Linked DNA regions of Sus scrofa: region 2 is linked to region 1. A link is a contact called in public Hi-C data. All regions are on one chromosome and are shown on one strand. The core of a region is the stretch at or near the end of the contact, and the rest is flanking DNA. Distances in the headings are between cores, read along the strand shown.

Region 1 (5,598 bases), core at 1,483-3,982:
ACAGTGTGTATCCGAGGGAGGTGCTGAGACCCGAGGGTGGTGGGGGGAGGCACTCGTCTTCCATGGAGATTTCAGTCTTTATTCTAGACTAGAGCTCAATTCGAAAGGGAAAATACAAGGTCAGCGGACCCTCCAGCCAGTGTGCTATAGCTCCCTTTGGCACCTATCTGAGAAATGAGACCAGATGAGCCCTGGACGCAAAGCTGCGTCTTCTTGGATGCCAAGCTGCTCACCCTAATGCCAGGCAAAGGCCTCTGCCTGATGACTCAGGCCCAGAGGTCCTGCCCCACCCCAACCCCCCGCCTTCTGGATGGGCTCCTTAAGTAAACTGGCCCAGATTCCAAAGGGTCCGAGAGCTTGCATTTCTTGAAATCCCTCCCCACCTCCTCTGCTGCCTCCTCTAAGTGCCCCCAACACACAAAAAGGGGGACAAAACGGTGGTGGCTGCAAAGGCCCAAAGCAACGAGATTTTGTAGGTTGGAAGCACTGTCTTTCACCCTGGCAGCCCCTCCAACTGCCCCCAACCAGAGAATGTGGGCGTCTGCCTCCCCGGCCCAGTCCAGAAAACAGATCAGAAACGAAGTGATATCCATCACGGATGAAGATGAGCCACTTGCGAGCTGGTTCCACCAGCAGTGAGCTTACGCCCTGGCTTTCCTCCCATCTCCCTGCTGCTCCAACCCCGAATGCCACCTCCGTCCAGCAGGCTGCTCAAGAGGCTGAGACACGGAGAGCTGGAAGGCAAGGCTGGGCTAAAGCCTCCCCTCTCCCCACTCACCACAACCCTCACACCTTCCCCCGCACCCCAGAAGGATGCACAGCAGAGATTCATTCCTTTAAGGGGACCAGAGGTGTTCTTCCAAATGTCTCACCCAACCCACTCATAGGTGACCAGACCCCCAAATCGCTCCAGCTTCCTTTATCACCATAATGAGGTAAGATTAAGAGGGGCTTTGCCCCCCCAAAACACACATGGGGTTGGCCCCAGGGAGATGCCAAAAGTGAGTTTCAAAGCAAAGAGGGACAGCAACCTTGTCATTAAAGAAATGGCTCTAAAAAAACATACACATGTACATGGGAATGCGTGTTTGCAGGGGGTGTGCGCTGTGCTGACTGAGGAGGGGCTCCAGAGAACCTCTGAGGCCAGCATGGAGGACGGCTGCAGGCACTTCTTTGGAGAGGGAAGCACATTGATTCCGTTTTCCTGGAGAAGCATCTTACAAAGACAAGAGAGAAAACGGGGATAAAACAGCAGAAAAGGGAGAAGGAGGACTAGGAAACAGAGAAAGAAAAAAAGGATGATTTATTAAACAGCAAGATGAGCAGGATGTGGGGCTTCAACAGCTGAGCTGTGAATGTGACAGCAAAGGGAAAGACAGGAGGCCCGGCTTGTCATTTCTGCTCTCAGGAATGAAGAGACACACTGCATTCCCGAAGGAAAAAGCATAAAGTTGGAAAAGAAGTCTCTCGCAAAAATACTTTCCATGAAGGGGGTTAAGCAGGAGGGAGGGCGCTGCCCGAGTGACCGGAAGACGCTGGGTCCTCCTAACATTTTTACGCAGTTAGCAGATTTCACAGTGAAAACGTCACCAACCATACCAGGGGTCAGCAACCTCTTTCCATAAAGGGCCAGAGAGTAAATCAGGCTCTGCAGGTACAAAGGCTCTGCTGCAAAAACAGCCAAAAGAGGATGTGTTAAATAAATGGATGTGGCTGTGTTCCAATAAAACTTTATTTCCAAACACAAGTGAGGGGGCCAGCCTTGGTCCACAGGTGGTAAACGTCCCCAGCTCCTGTACTAGTCCAGGGACTGCTAACCTTGGCTGCAGACTGAGATGAGAGCTTTAAAAAATCCTGATGCCTCAGCCCCACCCCTAGTAACTGAATTCGGTGGCCTGGGGGAAGGCCTAGGCGTTGGCCACTTAAAAGTTTCCCAGATGGGGGCGCAGTGGTTAACGAATCCGACTAGGAACCATGAGGTTGCGGGTTCGATCCCTGCCCTTGCTCAGTGGGTTAACGATCCGGCGTTGCCGTGAGCTGCGGTATAGGTCGCAGATGCCGCTCGGATCCCGCATTGCTGTGGCTCTGGCGTAGGCTGGCAGCTACAGCTCCGATTAGACCCCTAGCCTGGGAATCTCCATATGCCTCAGGAGCGGCCCTAAAAAAAAAAAAAAAAAAAAGAAGAAGAAGAAGAAAAGAAAAAAAGAAAATGTAGAAACGGCAAAAAATAAATAAATAAATAAAAGTTTCCCGGGTGATTCTAACTGGCAGGTAGAGTGGAGAGCCCCCCTGCACTGGACCAATCTTGTCTGTGGGTAAAGAAAACTCTACGATTTGCCTTAACCCTTGTGTATCTAAACCGGGGGTTCACAAAAACAAATCTACGCTCCTAGAATAATTGCGTAACGGTTCTCAGATCAATGAGGTTCTCAGATCAATGAGCTACTTAAGGTAATGTTTATTCTAACAAGAAAGCACCAAACGCCAGGGAGGGGGCTGTGATCAGGTCCCAAGAAGCGGACCCTCAGGACTTTAGCCAAAGGTAATTATCTTTCTCCAAGTTTTAGCTCTGCTCCGCAGTCTCCTTCAGCGCCTGCTAGCTTATCAGGACTCCTCCCAGCCCTGCCCTTCTATATCGGGAATATCTGCAGAATCCACCCAGGCTGCCAACACTGTGAACTTTTCAGCTGATATGAAGACAGCTTAGGCTATAAATGGAAACCAGGGATTAAAAAAAAATAAAATAACCCACGCTAGAGGCACGATCTCACATTGCTGGAGGGAGCATAAATCAGAACCACCCTTTAGAGAGCCACTTGGCCCATCTCTCGAAATGTCAACAGCTCGTGGCCTCTGACCCCTCGCTCCACTTCCAGGAATGTATCCTGTGGATTCCCCCTGACGTGGGCAGAAGGGTCTTCACGGCAGCTGTTTCCAACAGCAGAAAATGGAAAACCACTGAGGCTCCATAAATAAGGCGCCTGGATAAGTAAGTTACACCCCACCTTTAAAGGGCATAAAATACAGCTGCTAAAATAACACGGCGGCAGGGCTCCCTATGCGGTGATGTGGAAAGCCCATCCTCTTACTGAAAAGAAAAGATCCAGTAAAGGACATTAGCCTCGGGGTGGCGGAGAAAAGAAGGAAAGGGAATAGAGATACAAATCCCTATGTTCTTGGGGTTTTTTCTCAGCGTTGACATTGAGAGCTGGGTAAGCTCTGTTGTGTGGAGTAGGAGGTGGGGGGCCAGGAGCCATCGACCCTGGCCCCACCCACTAGATGCCAGTGACACCACGTCCCAGTGGGGATAATAAAAAGTGTCCAGGGAGTTTCCCTTACGGCTTGGCAGTAACAAACCCAACTAGTATCCATGAGGATGCGGTTCGATCCCTGGCCTTGCTCAGTGGGTTCAGGATCTGGTGATGCCATGAGCTGCGGTGTGGGTCGAAGATGCAGCTTAGATCCCACATTGCTCTGGCTGTGGTGTAGGCTGGCAGCTATAGCTCTGATTCGACCCCTAGCCTGGAAACTTTCATATGCTGTAGGGGTGACAGCAGGACAAAAAAAAGGCAGAAAGACTTTCTCCACTGCGGGCATCTCTGACAAGCCTCAATGCACATCTTGGTCACTAGCTGGATGACTGAACATCTGTGTCTGCTGAGCCCACAGCAAATAGTGTGTGTGAGAGAAGAGGAGACAGGATTCCCGGAGAGAGAAACAGGAGTCTGGGGGAATTAGGAAAAGAGGAAAGAATCAGGCCTTCCACTCTCGCCACAAACTCATCCTTATTTAGGACTTAAAATAAGCAGAGGCACAGAAGGGGGCTGGAACCATCCACGGGGCTCAGCTCCTATTTTAGAGCAGAGACAAGAGGCCCAAGACAGCAAATGAGGGCCTGATGAGTTAGCAAGCCAGACCTTCTTCGCTCCTTTTTGAAACAAAACGTATCCGAAGAGTAGTGAAGTATCCAACGGGTAACCCATGGACTGAGTTTTATATCATGGGTTGTATTTGTTTGACACAAAGAGACCTTTTCTATTTAATGAAATTGATAGTCAATTCTTAGAAACTAAAAAAAATTCACATAAAAATCTAGATTTCTGGGAGTTCCCGACGTGGCGCAATGGTTAACGAATCCGACTAGGAACCATGAGGTTGCGGGTTCGGTCCCTGCCCTTGCTCAGTGGGTTAACGATCCGGCGTTGCCGGGAGCTGTGGTGTAGGTTGCAGACGCGGCTTGGATCCCACGTTGCTGTGGCTCTGGCGTAGGCCGGTGGCTACAGCTCCGATTCGACCCCTAGCCTGGGAACCTCCATATGCCGCGGGAGCGGCCCAAAGAAATAGCAAAAAGACAAAAAAAAAAAAATCTAGATTTCTGTTTGTCTTGAAAACAGTCTGACAACACAGGTTCAACAGGCAGGAGCTGCTTCCTTTAGAAAACCACGTTGTCCTTCAGGCAACCATCCAAATCCTCCAGTTAACCCCAACCCCTAGAGCTGGGCCAACTGCCCCAACTGCACAGAGGCACAGTGGCCAGGACCCATGAAATCAAAACACACCCTGTCCGGCAGCTTTTCAGTTCGTGTATCTCGGTTGAAAGCCTGAGCCACACAGCAGAAAGGCCAGAGTCTAAAGGTCAAACTTGACCACAAGCCACGTACGATCCTGGGGAAGCAACTGCTTCGCTTTACTTCAGTTTCCACTTCCTTCCAACGGGGCTATCACCTTACCCTGACGGTGGCTGTGGTTTGTTTTTTCGATAGTTTTAATTTACAGAAAGCAAAAATTCTCTTTTCAGAGAATACAGTTCTCCGGGTCTTCATACCTGCAGAGATGCTTGTAAGCAGCAGAAACAGAATGTAGAACAAGTGCATCTCCCCAAAAATCCCTTTGGGATGCGGAGTCAGTTCCTCCCAAACCCCCAGCTGTCACTGATCTTTTTTCAATTTCTTGTAATTTTAACTTTTCCAGTCTTTTTTTTCTTCGAAATGAAACACTGGTTAGTTAGATATAATCATGCCATACTGGAGTTCCCGTCGTGGTGCAGGGGAAACAATCCAACTAGGAACCATGAGGTTGTGGGTTCGATCCCTGGCCTCGCTCAGTGGGTTAAGGATCCGGTGTTGCCATGAGCTCTGGTGTAGGCTGGATCTGGGTTGCTGTGGCAGCTACATCTCCGATTCGACCCCTAGCCTGGGAACTTCCATGTGCCTCAAGTGCGGCCCTAAAAAGACAAAAAGACCAAAAAAAAAAGAAAAAGAAAGAAAAAAAGCCGTTATTATCCCTGGCACTCTGTCTCATTCTACCTGTTCAAACGAGTGACACAGATGCTAGACATCATATCCCATGAGAATTATCCAGCCTTTCCCTCCATCTTCTGGGGTCTTCTCCCAGCCATGGCACCTACGACCAGTGCCTATCTGCTCCTCTTCCCACTGGGTCACTGCGATTCCAACACCCCCATTCCCAAGGCCTTTGTTTCCACTGACAAAACGAGGCGTGTGTCCCAGGAATGGAAAGAGGTGGTGGGGAGTTTCTGCGCAGGAAGCCTCGGACCCCAGAAACACACGCCAGGGAGAAAACCTTTCAAGGCCAGAG
Region 2 (5,598 bases), core at 2,075-4,574, 300 kb after region 1:
GACAGAAAGCTCTGTGCCCATTAAATAATAGCTTCTTTCTGCCAGTCATTGAAAAATAAAAGACTTAAAAAATTAAGCAGTATTGGTTTGTTTGAACTTGAACATCTATTACCTGTTTATTTTTGTTGTTGAAGTTATTGAACTAAACTTCAGTCAGAATAAAAAGATGGGGAGCACAAGGGAGGAACAAAATTATAGTCTCAATTTATGTAGAAAATAGAAATATAATGGCTTTGAGCATATTGACAATTGGAAAAAAGAAAAAAGGCTAGTCCTTCCTGTTGTGGTTCAGTGGGTTAAGGACCTGACAGTGTCTCTGTGGGTTTGATCCCTGGTCTCGCTCAGTGAGCTAGGGATCTGGTGCTGCTACAAGCTCTGGCATAGGTTGCAGATGTGGCTTGGATCAGGTGTTGTTGTGGCTGTGGCATAGGCCACAGCTGCAGCTCTGATTTGACCCCTGGCCCAGGAAATTCCATATGCCATAGTTGCTACTGTAAAAAGAAAAAAAAGACTACGTTTTGTTAAAAAGCACATTGCTGATTATATATCTCTGGAATATCATGATCCATACATATCTCCCATTTGGTAGGTAGGAAAAATTAGTCCAGAGTTACATATAGAAAATGGTAAGGGGAGTTCCCGTCATGGCGCAGTGGTTAACGAATCCGACTAGGAACCATGAGGTTGCGGGTTCGGTCCCTGCCCTTGCTCAGTGGGTTAAGGATCCGGCGTTGCCGTGAGCTGTGGTGTAGGTTGCAGACACGGCTCGGATCCTGCGTTGCTGTGGCCCTGGCATAGGCCAGTGGCTACAGCTCCGATTCAACCCCTAGCCTGGGAATCTCCATATGCCATGGGAGCGGCCCAAAGAAATAGCAAAAAGACAAAAAGACAAAAAAAAAAAAAAAAAAAAAAAAAAAAAAAGAAAATGGTAAGGAACATACATACAGATTTCTTGACTCTACCTAATATTTTATCCAATTAGTTGAAATGTGTATTAAACCTCAAAGAGGGCATATGAAGTACTTAGTATGTTTCCTAGCTGTACGTAGTAACTGCTCAGTTAAATCTTGCCATTATTAAATTATTCAGGGAGAAAGTTTGTTCTGGTTGCTGATAATGTATATCTTGATTTTTTTTTTTTAACAGAGACATATTTGTATTGTGGGCAAGAGGAAAAATAAATTGAATTTCAGTACAAAACTTGCAAATATTTTGCAATGTAGGCTTTTATGTTTTGGGTTTTTGCTTTCATGACTTTTAGGCTATGCTTAGTTTTAGATAAGAGAAATTTGAATCTCTGATTCTGTTTTCTTCAAGGGCTTGTATCTGCCTTTGTAGACGTTTTGCATAGCAAGTACAGGTTGTATTGTGCTGAATGCTAAGTTTCCTTCAGTGTCTGGTATTAGATGACTTGTGTTAAGTGAAATGTTTTAATGTATTGGGTACTGAGAATATCTTTGATGTAATTTTGACATGAGTATTATACATACTGAATAAATTTTTGTTTTTAAACATTAAGGAGTGGAAATATTTTAATCTTTGTATGCCAGGAATTCTGGGATCTTCCTGTTTCCCCCTCCTTTTATAGCTGCTGGTGGAGATGGTAGCCTATCTCAGGGTTAATAAATGCCATCACCCATTCCCTTCCCCCAGCCGTACACTGGAGCCTAGTTTGCCTGCAGCTGCAATGGTAGGCATCTTTCAGGAAGTGACCTTGGCTTGTATTAATCAAATTCAGAACACACAAAAAGCTTCTTGCTAACATGCTGACTTGATGTAAAATTTTATCGCATCCATTTTCTTTCAAAATGAGGCCATCTTGTAAAAAGAAGATATACAGAAGACTCTTCTAACTTAATACTTTAAAAAAGCTTCTGCAAACATGTTTTTTTAAAAACCCTAGGTTTTAAAAGTACAGACTTTTTATAGACAGATATATATAAATTTAAATCATGAAGGCTTACGAGTTATTACTGGAAAATTACTTGTTTTAATGCTGAATTAAAAAAAAAATCCTGTATGTTAACATCAAGTTTATTTACTATCTTAACAGCTACATTAAATAGCTGTGGAAAATTTATAAACTCTGAATTTACTTTGGGACCCTTTAGTCCTTTAGTAGTTGTATATGAAGTAAGGTACGTTTGTATATTGGTTATTTTTGCTGGTTTGAGTAAGAAAACTAGTATCTTACATGGAATCATTTTCTTAGGTAATGATAGTACCTATGGCGGCTTCCAAATACAACTTAAAGTTAAGTCAGTAAGACTGCTAAAGTTTAAACACCTATTGTATTAATGAGAAATGATCTAACTACAAGTTTACACATCTGCTTATTTAGTATTTAACTGATCATTTTGGTAGAGCAGTTAATAGAGCTGTTTCACTTTTATTATGTAATGTGTCAAATCTAGTTTTTAAATATGGGTCAGTTAGGGTGTGTATAGTACAGATCTTCATTCTAACCTTGCTCAATGGTAAATATAGGATATTGGAAAGAGTATTTAATGGATTAGTTTATTGATGTTTTCTGCATTTGGGAGAAATTTACATTAAAAAATGAATTAGAGAGCAGTTGTGTCTATTGCCAAGGGGTTCACTCTTGAGTTTATGTATATAGGAATCGCTTCTAGGTACTGAAGTGTTTTAGAGGAGAAATACGAGAAAAGAAAGGTTAAATCTTAGAAGCTATACCTGTCTGTATTTTGGTAGATGTACAGTATGAAAAGTACGGGTGTGTTGCCCGTTTATATTAATGATTAGGAGAGGAGGTGGGAAATCTATGCAAATAAAATTTGGGTTAAATACTGTAATTAAACGTCTTCGATATCTGAGTTATTTTTAAAGCATTTACTGGAAACACAGCCAGCATTGTCTTTCATCATATCGTACATTGTTCTTAGAATTGCAGCCTCAAGGAGATAAATCTGTCTCTTTAACCTAAGTTCATTCTTTGTCTTGAGACTAGCACTAATGATTGGTTTGTTAGATACTACAGGACAGTTTCAAGGAGAATTACTTGATCATTTCTTCCCTCAAATACCTGTTTAAAACACATGGTCTTAAATAAAATTGTCACCTTGGACTTCAAAATGTTCTTTGCCTCCTTTTCTACCACTCTCCCCCCTCCCCTCCAGGAAGAAAAAAAAAAAAAAAAAAAGGAAAGAAAGAAAGAAGGGAAAAAAAAGGAAAGTCTTACAAAAAAAGGAATATATGCAGTTCTGGTAGCCAATGAGTTAATGTTCATTTGCAGCCCGAGGGGTCAGCGTGCAGCCTCTGTTTCCTGATTGGCTGCTAAAAGGTGAAATTGAAACCACTGTAAACTTTTGACCCTGTAGCAATTCTTGTGGAACGCCTTCCACTGGTGGAGCCCCTTCCACTGGTGGAGCCCAGAGCTGCAGCTCACCTCTCCACCCAACCCCTCCCACCCCCTTTCCTGTATTTATTTTGTGTGATCGTGCAGCTCTGCGTGTAGTTTTTCCAAGAAAGGGGGGGAAAGGGAGGTAGCACAGGCACCAGCAAGCGGCTGGCTTCATGCCTGTTTTAGCAACCATGTCATTACCAACTGCAGTGCAGCCAGAGATATGGGGCCTGTTTATAAACTGGCCTGCTAACCTGCTTTTTTAGTTTTCTGCTTATTCTCAAGGTAATTTAAAAAAGGCAGAATGGTTAAATTTACTGCCATTGTTCATCAGTGGATAATATCATTGTGTAAGCAAAATGTATGGCATAATTTCCTGAATGTGTTACATTAAAAATGGCTTTCATATTCAGCAACCTTTATGCACCCTTTTAATGTTTCCTATGTCTCTTGTAATTTTTACGCAAATGGCTAACATTTTATAAAAGTTTTCTTCTTTGCCTTTGCCTTTTGTTATGAAGAAAATCAAATGGCATTTTGGTTCTAACTATGGAAAATGATTGTAGAAATTAATTATATATTCAAATTTCATTAATCTCTCTCTTTTTCTTGGCAGATGTGAATGATTTTGGATTTGTTTTGCATTCACATTTAAATAGAGCTTTACAGTTACCACAGCAAGCCTATGAAAAAGGCAGAGCCAGCTTTCTCACTTCTCTCCTTTAGTAGTATTATCAGACTCTTGGTCAACTTCTGGTTCTTCCTTGTATCCCTGGCATTAGTGCAGCATAGCAGGTTGATGCTCAGCATGTGCTTCCTGAATGAACATAGTTTTCATTTCAGAAACTATAGTGGCTATTTGAACCTGCTTCTCCTAATTAATGCAGGAATCATTTTATGCTTATCCTTCTGAGTGTCATTGCAGTGCCTGGCATCTAATGGGTGCACAGGAAACATTGAAGTGAATTAAATGCCTCCCACAGGTCACTTTAAGAATCTGAACTTCCCCGAGTTCCCTTTGTGGCTTAGTGGTTAATGAACCCTACTAGGATCCATGAGGATGCAGGTTTGATCCCTGGCTTTGCTCAGTGGGATAAGGATCCGGTGTTGCTGTGAGCTGTGGTATAGGTTGCAGATGTGGCTTGGACCCCACATTGCTGTGGCTGTGGTATAGTCCGACAGCTGTAGTTTTGATTCAACCCTTAGCCTGGGAACTTCCATATGCCTCAGTTCGGCCCTAAAAAGAAAAAAAAAAAAAAAAAAAAAAATAGAATCTGAACTTCCAAAACCTAGGTTTTCTGAAACCAAGGTTTCTGTTTTAACTTCATCATTTAGATTTTCAGGTTGACTCCACATAGAACTAAACATTTATTATAACTTATTAAATGACTATGAAGAATAAATTATTATAAATCAGCTTGGTCCTTTCTAGTATACATCATAGAACAGGTGGTAACATATGACAATTTTTTTTTCTTTTGTCTTTTTAGGGCTGCACCTGTGGCACATGGAGGTTCCCAGGCTAGGGTTCTAATCGGAGTTGTAGCTGCTGACCTACACCACAGCCACAGCAACGCCAGAGCTGCATCTGCCACCTACACCACAGCTCATGGCAATGCCGGATCCTTAACCCACAGAGCGAGGCCAGGGATTGAACCTGCAACCTTATGGTTCCTAGTCAGATTTGTTAACGACTGAGCCACGACGGGAACTCCTTTTTTTTTTATGACAATTTTTTTTTAACCCTGTCTTTACTAGACCTGCATATGCTGTAATTTGAATTAATTCTTTACCCCCATTTGTCAAAAGTATTATGGTATTTTAAAAAGTTTGTCATGGATATGTGATCTGTGTCTTCTTTGGGTACCAAATGCATTTTTACTTATTTACTTGAACATGTATTCATGGACTAAATAATAAATTGTAAAAAAAATTCTTTTTACTGAGTTAAGTTTATACAGCTTCAAAAGCAGTGGCACCTTTCTATATAATTTTGAATTTTTGTATGATATTAAACTTTCATCTTTTTTTCTCCTTTTCATTTTAGCTGCAAATTGGTTGCAGTTGACTGCCGCAAGTAAAACCTATTGTTACAGTTTTGAGGAAGGATATATTTATTGCTTGATAAATAATCTCAACTGCAAAAAAATGTTAAATTTATGCCAATATCATGTAAACTTTAAGTAACATGAAGTTATAGGTGCACAAACTTATTTTTGTAGTGCTGTGAAGGGCAG

Evidence for each region. Hi-C and Micro-C count contacts between places; a contact is called where the count stands out from the background.
Region 2: a Hi-C map of liver shows a contact between it and region 1, with 2.0 times the contacts expected there. The contact joins two enhancer-like sites. A contact is called at or near these places in 2 of 47 Hi-C or Micro-C datasets (both in liver) and 2 of 2 datasets of contacts at active chromatin or transcription factors (alveolar macrophages and skeletal muscle).

What each region holds. Positions count from the first base shown.
Region 1 is chr17:49,290,074-49,295,671 of Sscrofa11.1, forward strand. The region is part of intron 14 of ZMYND8 (protein kinase C-binding protein 1); the gene reads right to left. Among named protein-coding and RNA genes, the nearest start is that of ZMYND8, 98 kb to the right of the region's middle. Within about 2 kb of position 2,733, at least 13 of the 83 cell types and tissues checked have an H3K27ac peak or open chromatin away from gene starts, as enhancers often do. A contact at or near this core is called in liver and skeletal muscle, where this site is marked.
Region 2 is chr17:49,585,962-49,591,559 of Sscrofa11.1, forward strand. The region is part of intron 1 of NCOA3 (nuclear receptor coactivator 3); the gene reads left to right. Among named protein-coding and RNA genes, the nearest start is that of NCOA3, 60 kb to the left of the region's middle. Within about 2 kb of position 3,325, at least 38 of the 83 cell types and tissues checked have an H3K27ac peak or open chromatin away from gene starts, as enhancers often do. A contact at or near this core is called in liver and skeletal muscle, where this site is marked.